Linked DNA regions of Mus musculus: region 2 is linked to region 1. A link is a contact called in public Hi-C data. All regions are on one chromosome and are shown on one strand. Each heading gives the region's core, a stretch centred on a gene start, on an enhancer-like site or on the middle of the called end of the contact. The rest is flanking DNA. Distances are from core to core; before and after follow the strand shown. Region 1 has its middle 12 kb from the start of Gm40287. Region 2 has its middle 150 kb from the start of Gm36372.

Region 1 (5,825 bases), core at 1,620-4,119:
TTTATTTTACATGCGTCATTCCCTGCTTTCACATATAGGATAACGATACACAACAAAAATCACAAAAATGGAAATGACAGAATGGGTCCTGATAATATAGTAACTTCCCCTGTCAGATACATTGTCCCTGTCTTTATCAATTTATACAAGTCAAACATTTCTACCATTGTCCAATTATATATACATTGTTGCAAAGGCAGTCTTTTTCTAGGTGGGCTAATTGATGTAAGGAACACAAAACAGGGACTGGAGAGAGAGATCAGCCCTAAAGGCTAGGCTCACAACCAAAAATATAAGAATGCATAGTGTCTAGAAATAAGTCTGACAGTTCCTCAGAAAATTGGACATAGTACTACCTGAGGATACAGCTATACCACTCTTGGGCATATACCCAGAAGATGCTCCAACAGGTAATAAGGATACATGTTCCTAATAAGGATACACTATGTTCAGAGCAGCCATATTTATAATAGCCAGAAGCTGAAAACAACCCAGATGTCCCTCAACAGAGGAATGGATACAGAAAATGTGGTACACTTACACAATGGAGTACTACTCAGCTATTAAAAACAATGTCTTCATGAAATTCACAGGCAAATGGATGGATCTGGAAAATATTATCCTGAGTCAGGTAATTCAGTCACAGAATAACACACATGGTATGTACTCACTGATAAGTGAATATTAGGCAGAGTATGGAATGCCTACAATACAGCTCACAGACCACATGAAGCTCAAGAGAAAGGAAGACCAAAGTATGGATACTTCAGTCCTATGTAGTATGGGGAACAAAATAATCAAGGAGAGTAGAGGGTGGGAGGGACTTGGGAAGAAGAGAAGGGGGGAAGAGGGGCAGAATCAGGTGTAGGAGGAGATGGAGAAGATGTACAGAGGGTTAGGAAATTGAACAGAGGTGTGTAGCAATGGGGCATAGTGAACTGGGGATAGCAACCAAAAAGTCCCAGATGCCGGGAAAGCAAGATCCTCCCAGGACCCCACGGGGATGACATTAGCTGAAATACCCCACAAAAGGGAGGGAGAACCTGTCAAGACCACATCCAGAGGTTAGGCAGGTACCCCTGGTGGAGGGATGGGGCCACCCACCCATCTTCAAAATTTTAGCCCAGAATTGTTCCTGTCTAAAGGAAATAAAGGGACAAAGAATGGAGCAGAGACTGAAGGAAAGGCCATCCAGAGACTGCCCCACCTGGGAATCTATCACACATAGATACTAAACCCAGACACTATTGCAGATGCTAAGAAGTGCTTACTGACTAGGGTCTGTGTCTTAGTCAGGGTTTCTATTCCTGCACAAACATCATGACCAAGAAGCAAGTTGGGGAGGAAAGGATTTATTCGGCTTACGCTTCCATGCTGCTCTTCATCACCAAAGAAGTAAGGACTGGAACTCAAGCAGGTCAGGAAGCAGGAGCTGATGCAGAGGCCATGGAGGGATGTTCTTTATTGGCTTGCCTCACCTGGCTTGCTCAGCCTGCTCTCTTATAGAACCCTCTCTCTTAAGACTACCAGCCCAGAAATGGTCCCACCCACAAGGGGCCTTTCCCCCTTGATCACTAATTGAGAACATGCCTTACAGTTGGATCTCATGGAGGCATTTCCTCAACTGAAGCTCCTTTCTCTGTGATGACTCCAGCTGTGTCAAGGTGACACAAAACTAGCCAGTACAATCTGATACAGCTGTCTCCTGAGAGGCTTTGCCAGATCCTGACCAATACTGATGAGGATGCTCGCAGCCAACCATTGGACTGAGAACAAGGACCCCAATGGAGGAGTTAGGGGAAAGACTGAAGGAGTTGAAGAGATCTTATCTGTCATCAGTGGGAGGGGATGCCCTTGGTCCTGTGAAGGCTTGATGCCGCAGTGCAGAGGAATGCTAGGGTGGTGAGGCAGAAGTGGGTGGGAGGAGGGGAGCATCCTCACAGAAGCAGGCTAAGAGGGGATGGGATAGGGGTTTGCAGAGAGGAAACCAGGAAAGGGAATAACATTTGAAATGTAAGTAAATAAAATGTGAAATTAAAAGAAGAATGCATAGTGGCCTTCCAGGGGGCCTGAGTTTGGTTCCTAGCAGCCATATCTGACTGCTTACAACCACCTGCATCAACAGCTCCAGGAGATCTGAGACATTCATCTACCCTCCATGGGCAAAGTCATACATGGACACTTACCAATTCACAGATAAATATACATATATACATATAATTAAAAATAAAAACAAATCTTTTAAAAAATGTATGCAAACAGAGAAGTAAGCAACAGAGCCAATTTTGATAGCAAAAGTCTTTAATCCCAGTACTGAAGAGATTGAGGCAGGAAAATCAGGAGTTCCAGGCTAGCCTGGACTACATGGCAAATTTCACACGTGTGGGCTTTGTGAACCTGAAGGGATAGAGAGAATATATTAAATTTTACATTAGTCTGGGATTTGAGAACTTGGAGAGGGAGAGGGAGAGGGAGAGGGAGAGGGAGAGGGAGAGGGAGAGGGAGAGGGAGAGGGAGAGGGAGAGGGAGAGGGAGAGGGAGAGGGAGAACAGAAAAGCAGTCAAGTTGCAAAATTTAATAGAAAGAAAAATATTGTCCTCCCATAGTCAAGTTCTCCTTTTGTTACTCATCAATGTCTCCAGTGAAAAGTCACAGGCAACAAGCAGAAAGGGAAAATATAACATGTCTGAAATTAGAAACTATTTTTTAATCTAAAAAACTGAGTACAAAAGGTCAGAAGTCATAATCTTTCATATTTGCTGATAGCTTGAAAACATGCAAATGTTTTTCCACTCACGAGTAGGTGAATGAATAGATATGCAAAGTTGGAGGGAATTCTAGGGCATGTAAGGGCAGACATGGGCATCAGAACTATTTATAGTCGCTCTACAAAGCAGCTTCCCCCATCCTTGAATAAGAGAGGCTTTTAGAATCTGTTCAGTTGTTTGTTAGAGCAGAACCCTCTATCTTCAAAGCAATGTTCCTATAAGTGCCTATGCACAAACATCTCCTGTCCTCTCTGACAAGGGGCTCAGAATGGATGCTGTGGAGCATTCGAGGAATTTGTAACAACATTTCTTCAATGATCTCTGGTGTATATCTCTGTCACAGCTTCTTTCAGTACCAGCAAATCAAGAACCATCTTGGAGGAAACTTTGCAAGTGCCCTGTGTCTTGCACAAGTCTGTCTCCTGTCCCTGAACTTGCACCCCCCACCCCAGCTCAGAATTTGACCTTTACAAGGGAAGGAATCACACATTTTCTTTTGAATTGTTGTTTTCTTAGCAGGAAGTACAACTTTACATAATAGGTATTCGGTACACACCTGCTGAATGCTGGAACCTAAGATGTAACTGACTGCATCACACATTCAACAAATGGCTCTCCTAGTATTCTCTGACAAAATATTAGCTTGTAATGAGTACCTTCTAGAGTTAACACAAGCTGGGCTAAGGTAACACTTACCAAGGCAATTGCATAATTCTCTCCAGCCATTCAAATTTTATATCAATGGTCAAAAAGGCACAGTCAAGTAAAAAAAATCTTTAACTATTAGCTAACTTGGAGGAATTCTTTAACTGAATTTTGGGAGACACATAAACATTTTATGGAACAAATTATCTGAAGAGGCTCAGCTATTTTCTTTAATTGTAATTATGTATAATACCAATATCTCTGGTAAGATGAATTCTGCTAATAGCTTCTAATTTCTATTTGGTCAACTGTGATTTTGTTTCTGTAACCACAGGATGTTTGCAAAGGGGTTGGAGACTATCACTATAGGTGAGAAAATTGTTGGTGTTTCGAGGCCAGAGGAACTGCTGATTGTGATCCTGCTGACAAGCCAACTTTCTACACCAGAGAGTTATCCAGTCCAAGGCATCTGACAATCCTGAGAAACCATAAGCAATCATTGCTATGTCTTCATGTCTGTCCTCTTACCCCACAAATTCTCTGCTTCAATGACTCTTGGCCTTGATCTCTAGTCATGTGTTGTTTCCTGTTTCCCCTTACACACACACACACACACACACACACACACACACACGGAGATAGGGAGATGGAGAGGGAGAGATTTGATGATTAGGCGATCAAGCAGAAGCAGTCAGGTTATTGGTGGTCCTGGCCTTATTCTTTAGAACCAGGACGACCTTTCTCTTTGTAATGGAAACAACATTATTTGTGAAATCTTGCCAACTTTTTTCCCCGATCTTTCCTCTTTCCTCCCACCTCATCCACTGCAATCTTATTTGCTTTTAGCATGCTAACCCCTCACTTATTTTCAGTCCTCTAGTTTATTGTCCATTCTGTGGACTTGGAATTACTATTTGATTTCCTCAGTTATACATTATTAGAGTGACTTAATATGATATATCTAGGCAATCTATTCTCCTCTGATGAAATTCATTGCCTATAGTCTCTTCACACTCCACTCTTACATATGTGGCTAGTAATTAGCCTCCAGGAATCAGTGAGCCCAAGCACATAGTGATGACAGGAAGTGTTAGGGTTCACATGTCAGAACCGCACTAACACAGATTCCTCCTTTGCATCAGAGAAAGTCTGGCCACATGGGTCACACGGAACTGCACAAATTATGCACAACTATGGAGCACAGGTAGATTCTAAGAGTTAATGAAACCTTTGTGTAGATTTATTTCCTTTTTCCTTGACACCATCCACAGTGGCTGAAGTTTAAGATTTAGCTGTAAGTTTACGGTGTAAGTTAAATAGTTGAGCTAAGTAGATCTGCTCCATAATTGCTAAATGTGACAACTTCCAAAGCCTGGGATATGGGAACCAGCCTTCTCCATCTAGCTGCCATCCCATACTAAACAGTTTGGTAATCTGTTTATTAGCTTATCAACAGTGAGGATTCCCAGAGGGAAGGGTGGGAGACACAAACTACAATTGTCCTGCATAAATCCTGCAACTGTGATCAGTTATGCAATTGTATACTTTTGCATTTCAGAGCTATACATGCATGGCAGTGTCCCTAAAGACAAGGGATCTTGTGAGACTCCAGCTGTACCAATGTTGCTCTTGAATTTCTTAGAAGTAAATGAAAGTCTTCTGAGTCATATAAAGTCAGATATTGAGTCATATACATATAGACAGTCTTGTGGTCCATTCTACTTACAAAAAGCTTTATGCAGCTTTACTTTGTCATATTTCAGTCTAAGACAAACATTCACATACAGCCATCATCCAACCAGTATAAAATATTATGTGGAACCCCCAAATCACCTTCTGTTTTGCTCTGAGGCATTGCCACCACAAAAATGACAGAGGCCTTTATGATCTTTGGAATCACAGGTTAGTTGCAATTCCCTTAAACTTTTTATAAATATAAATGATCTCTTTCCTGTCACTGTGTTCTTTATAATACCATTTATTCACATTTCAGGACCAGAGCTCATTCTTCAGCAGATAGTCATAGTAACCCCTCTCTGTTGGCATCTTGTGTATTTCACGGAATTTTGTGTTGTTTCTTTTCTTGGGTGCTTTGAAATAACATTTAATGCATTCTAGGGTAGTCTTTTGTTATAAGTAAGCAAGGATTTTTTTTTTGTTTCTTAGGATCATAACTAACTAACTAACTAACCAACCAACTAACAAGATACTGGCTATTCAAAGGTTCGGTAGGTACATCCAAATAGTTTTCATCATGGTTGTACTGATCTTTACTATAACAAGCATCACTATATTTTCTTATCAATTTAAGCACTCACATTATGTTTTTTATTGCTTTTCTGGCATCATTTAGATGTGTATTCTGAGTCCTCTCTTTTCTATACATTATATGAATGTATTATCCATATGTAT
Region 2 (5,825 bases), core at 1,497-3,996, 790 kb before region 1:
TATAAAATGCACATAGATTTGTAAATACCTGTTTGCATAAAAAGCATGTACCTTTTAAGCATGCTCAGAATCCTTCCCAGGTGCAGCTGTGGAGTGTGCTCTCAGGCTTCTGCTGTCTAGGAGGTGATGGATGGTGTGCTGCGGTGCTGGGGCCAAGAGCCTGCCGGAGAAGGCTGCCATGTGCTCACATCCACCTGCTCGCTGTTTGGTGCCATGTGTATCACCAAAGGCTTACCACTGAGGTCAAGTCAGAGTGTGTTGTTAGTGGCACTGAGGACACTGGTGCAGCCATTACCACCCCATCTTCTGAACTTAGTGCCTCACCCATACTCTCAGGTCTGCTCACCAGTGTCCTTCCTTCTTGGATGGGGAACCTGGCTCTTCTGGTCTTTGGTGTTTACCTGCTTCACATAGGATGTCTTATGCATCATCTGAGTTGTAGCTTGTGATTGGATTTTCTCCCTTTTCAAGACTGACTAATATGTCACTGGATGTCTCAACCACATTTTGCCCGTCCATTCACGCAGTACTGGGGAAGCTGGCTAATGTGAGTAAAATGTGAGTAATGTGTGCTGCTGTGAACCCACTCAGCTGGTGCTCTGCTTTTGCTACTCAGGCTGTCCAGATGCTAATGTTCTGGATCACATGCTAGTCCTGTATTACATTTAAAAATGTATTTACTTTATTTGTATTTGTGCTTTACCTACATGTTTGTGCATCATGTGCATGCAGTGCCCACAAAGGCCAGAAGAGGGCATTGGAACCCCTGGAACTGGAGTTACAGACAATTGTGAGCTGCCATGTGAGTACTGGGAATCAAACCTTGGTCTTCCGGAAGACCAGACAGTGCTCTTAAACATTGAACCATTTCTCCACCCTGTGTTAATTTTTGAGGCACTGTCACACTGCTTGTTATCAGATTCTCCACACTTATTACAGAGCTTTTATGCACATGTACTTTTGTACATAATTAAGTATATATTTTGTATACCAGTCATCCCAGTTAATGTGGCAAGTATTAAGTTTGATTGTGGCAGGAGCACACACATGTGTGGACATCAGAAGTTAACACAGCGTGCTTCTTTCTTCAGTCTTGCCTCATTTTGCTCACTGAGGCAAGGCTCTCTTGTTAGACCTGGAGCTTGCTATTTTGCTAGTCAAACTAGCCACAGAGAGCTTACCCCCAGGTGCTCTGGCGTCTTCTTCCCAGCATTGAATTAACAGGTAGGCCATATGTTCAACCCAACATTATGTGGGTATTGGGGATTCAAACTGTGATTCTCATATCTGGACAGTGAACACTTCACCCACCAAGTCATCTGCCCATGTACTCAGTGTGGAACCTTCAAACAAAATTTGTTGTTGTTGTTGATGTTCCCTCTGATTTTCTGTTCTATTCAGCCCTCTCCACTCTGTAGCTTTGACCTGGAGTTTCTCATTTTATGTTAAACAGCTACAGTATTCACAGGCAAGGCCAAGGCAGATCAGTGTCTGGAGCTGTGATTCTCAACCTGTGGGTTACAACCCCTTTGGTGAGGTGGTCCCACATCAGATAACCTGCATATCAGATATTTACATTACAATTCATAACAGTTGCAAAACCACAGTTATGAAGTAGCAACAAAAATAATTTTATGTTTGGGGATCACCACAACCTGAAGAACTGTATTAAAGGGCCTCAGCATTACGAAGGTTGAGAACCACTGCTCTAGAGCAAAGGTCCCCATCTGACAGCCATGGTGACATGCAAATGAAGAACGCTCTTATATGGACAAATACAGAACTGGGGGCCACTGATAGGACCTTCTGGCCATCCCCTCTGTCAGTTGTGCTACTTCCTAGAGTACCGGTCGAAGCTTTGTAGACTACATTGTAATATTGTAGAATTCCTATTTAGGGTAATGAAAATGTGCTATTCATGTACAGTGCAGTTTTATCCAGAAAAATAAAGTTAAGACATTTTCAGAAAAATGGGTGACCTGTGAAATTATTATATTAAATATATTAATATATATTTTATTAACTCAGAAAAGCAAATATCACATTTCTCTATTGTATGTGGGTCCACACATACACATATACAAAGATACTCAGATACACAGATACACACACACACACACACACACACACACACACACACATGTATGTGTGTATATAGGTGTGTGTGTGTGTGTGTGTGTGTGTGTGTGTATGCAGGTATAATTATGTAGAGGCAATAAAACTACAATGGAGACCACACACTGGAAATAAAGGGTGGCAAAGAACAGGAAGAGGGCAGTAAAACTCATATGGCCTAAAAGCAGATAAGATTCTACTGGGGTGGACAGGTGTGTGTGTGTAGGGTGGGGCTAAGGAGGAGAAGTAAAATCAACAAAAACAAATGACTCTTGGAAATGTCACAGTGAAAGCCAGTACTGTATGTGCTAATCAAAATTGATCATCATCATCATCAACACACACACACACACACACACACACACACACACACACACACACACACACACCAAAACAATTCCTACTTAGTTTAGTATTCTTGCAAGCTGAGGGAGTTAGGCCTTCATGCTCCACACTTAGGCAAACCATGCATTTCTAGGAAGATGACAGAAATTGGAGGATAAAACACAGCCATGTAATATTGCATCAGGGAGCAGTGGAAGGCAGGGGAAAAGAACCCTGGGGGTTCAGCAGGCATCTAACTTTTCAAAATTTCTCCAATAATCAAATTTGCAACTGGCCATGTGCTGCACACACCTGGCAGGAAGTATATCTAACAGAATATGCAAATACCTCTTGCCCAGATGGGTTTTCTTTCCCCCGTGTACTTTTTACAGCTTCCTTGCTTTGAGTTTTATTTACCAGTTATAAATTTAAAAATTCTTGTGTGTGTGTGTGTGTGTGTGAGTGTGCATGTGAGTGTGTGGTGTATATGTGATTGTGTAGTGTGTGTGTGTAGAGAGAGTGTGTGGTGTGTTTGGAGTGTGTAGAGTATGTGTGTGGGATGTGCATGTGAATGTATGTGTGTGTGTGTTTGAGCGTGGTGTGCATGTGACTGTGTGTCTGTGGGAGTGTGGTGTGCTTATGAGTGTGTATGTGTATGGAGTGTGTGTGTGTGAGAGAGAGAGTGTGTATTTTCTATGGTTCTGGGCATGGTAAGAGAATGTGTCTGTTGTGTTAAATTACTTGGTTTGTGGCATTTTGTCTCTGCAGCCCTAAACTCAGTGGTTCCCAAGACATGGATGCCTCCCAGTGATGAAGAATCCAGGGTAAGACCAGCATTCTTGACCTTGCTGGGCACAGTGGGTCCTGGCACAGAGGGCCAGTGGCTTTGCCACCAGACACCCTTGACGTCCATGATGTGCTAGGTTTTCTTATTTATCTGGGGGCTTGGCTTTCCCGCATCAATGGTGTTGGATGGTAGTGTCCTCATCCTGGCGGACCTGAGGGAGGGTTAACACACTGAGGGACTAGGGCTTGCTTGGCCACTGCCTGCCCTGCTAAGGGCCCTCGGTTAACTTTTGTTACCAGCCGTCCAGGTGCAGCCTCTCTCTTCCACGAGACGGCGCCTCTCGTGTCAGTCCTTGATTGCAAGTTTTGCTGCTCACTTTTGCCCTGACGTTGTGTTTATTTAAGGAACCATTCGTTTGGGTGAAACCTCACAGCGTTTAGGTTTTGGCTGAGTGAGCTGGAACACTCTGTTGAGTATTTATAGCCAGAAACATTTGTTCGCCTTAGACCACATGACTTGACATCTCTGAAACTTGAGCAAGCTCCGGTTTGCTTTGGATCTTTAAGCCTTTCTGTGGTGTAGAGGAGAGTGACGGGTTCGGAAGCTCTCGCTGTTTTGTAACTCTCTTGGTACCACTCCAGTGAGCCAAGCGAACTGTGGTCCCCATCAGTTGTCATACAGGACTCTTGAGTGTCACCATGCAGGTGTGCAGATGGCACAGACAGTAGGCCAAAGACTTCAGGTCTCTGGATTTTACCTCAAGTATTTAGCAGACAACTTTAGTGAGGGGAAAAATCCCAAACTAAACCAAACCAAACCAAATAACCAGAAACAACATTTAAAAAAGCAACACCCCTAAAACCCAACCTGTTTTTCAAATTTGGGCCGAGGCGAGTGAGTCCTGAATGCAAGAAGAAAAACCACATTTTTTTTTTCTTCTATACACCTGTGTGTGCACAAGGTAAGGCTTATGAAGTTTCTCCTTTTTGAAAAAGAAATCATCTGACTCTCAGCCAATACTATGGCCTTAATGTGCGTTCTGCCAATGCCTCCAAAACCATTTGAGAGCAGGCCACAAAAACAAAAAACAAACAAACAAACAAACAAAAAAAAAACCCAACCAACCAACCAACCAAACAACCGAACTAAAAACAAAACAAAGCAAAACAAAGTCCCCAAACTGCCCAGGTTTGCCGATGGAGAGTTGGAGGCAGTCTGCACAGACTCTGTGGCGAGAAATATTTGGAGAAACGAGAGCCGACTTTTCAGTCTTTTCTTGCCAGAAAGCCAAAAGCAAAGCTGGAATTTTGTGGTTCCGGCACTTTGTGTGCCTCCCAGTCATTTTGCACAGATGGTTCTGGTTTAAGGCCATGATGCCCCATCCACTGGAGGGAAAGAAACCGGGCGACCACCCCAAGCCTCCCATTCTGATGCCAAAGTATACTCTACTGCCCGGAGAAAATGAGAACCGGGAGAAGTTGCTTAGAAAGCTGCCAATTAGGGTGCAGAAGCTGAATGGTTCAGTGACTGTGCGATGCTGAAACCCACATTTTCCTTTGGATTATGTCACCTGGGGGACACTGACAGGGACTCTCCCCTGCTTAGCCAGTCACAGTTGCATGATACTGAAAGATTTGGGCAGGCTTTGTCTTTTCATTTGAAAAGACAAAGACCCTGAAAAGCAGAGCGACTTGCCTTTTACTAAGGGTCTGGGATACAGAGCAGGATGTCCAAGTTTACCTTTTACCCCTGACTTGTAAATTTCTCCTCTGTCCACTCTCTTCCATATTGTAGTGATTACTGTTAATAATTTAATAGGATCTGGAATCATCTAAGAGACTGATCCTGCAGGCCAGGGAGGGTCAGTCTCCTAGATGACTCCAGATCCTAGTGCTACGATCCTAGACGATCCTAGTGCTACGATCCTTTAATACAATTCCTCATGCTGTGTTGATCCCCAACCTTAAAATTATGTTATGAACCATAATACAAATATCTGATATGCAGGATATCTGGTAAGGTGACTTCTGTGAAAAAGGTCATTTGACACCCCCCCCCCCAGAGAACCACTGTTCCAGGCACACCTTTGATGGATTAAATCAGTCTCTGGGCATGCCTATGAGGGATTATATTAGTTAAATTAATTGAGATGGAGAGACATAGGTCAGAAGTGGCTGACTACCATATCAACTACCACTGCCTAGGTTGGTCATCATAGTTCACTGTGTCTCTCCTCCCCACACCAACCCAGATCCATGCAAGAAAGTCCACTTCTTGGGGCAGGAGAAATGGCTCAGTGGTTAAGAGTGCCTACTTCTCTTTTCAAGGACCCCAGCCTGGCTCCCAGCACCAGTGCTCTGTTTCCCCATTCCACTTGGAACTGCAATTCCAGAGGCTCTGGTGCCTTTGTCCTCCACGGGCGTCTGCACTTATGTACGCACACATACTCCCAACCCCCAAGAGTTAAAAATAACAGTAATATTTTTAACAGCCACACTGTTTATGGGGCTGTCTTCTTTTGTTGCACTTGCTATATTTTAAATTCATGAATGTCTTACACATGTATATACATTTCATACACCTGTCAGAAGAAGGCATT

What was found. A called contact is a pair of places that touch in the nucleus more often than the background predicts.
Region 2: a Hi-C map of centrocytes shows a contact between it and region 1, with 2.1 times the contacts expected there. The contact joins two enhancer-like sites. A contact is called at or near these places in 1 of 15 datasets of contacts at CTCF or cohesin (large pre-B cells), 4 of 484 Hi-C or Micro-C datasets (bone marrow-derived macrophages, centrocytes, myocytes and 1 more) and 2 of 115 datasets of contacts at active chromatin or transcription factors (fibro-adipogenic progenitors and large pre-B cells).

What each region holds. Positions count from the first base shown.
Region 1 is chr12:15,591,920-15,597,744 of GRCm38.p6, reverse strand. No RefSeq gene overlaps it. Among named protein-coding and RNA genes, the nearest start is that of Gm40287, 12 kb to the left of the region's middle. Within about 2 kb of position 2,869, at least 8 of the 459 cell types and tissues checked have an H3K27ac peak or open chromatin away from gene starts, as enhancers often do. A contact at or near this core is called in centrocytes, where this site is marked.
Region 2 is chr12:16,381,557-16,387,381 of GRCm38.p6, reverse strand. No RefSeq gene overlaps it. Among named protein-coding and RNA genes, the nearest start is that of Gm36372, 150 kb to the right of the region's middle. Within about 2 kb of position 2,746, at least 44 of the 459 cell types and tissues checked have an H3K27ac peak or open chromatin away from gene starts, as enhancers often do. A contact at or near this core is called in centrocytes, where this site is marked.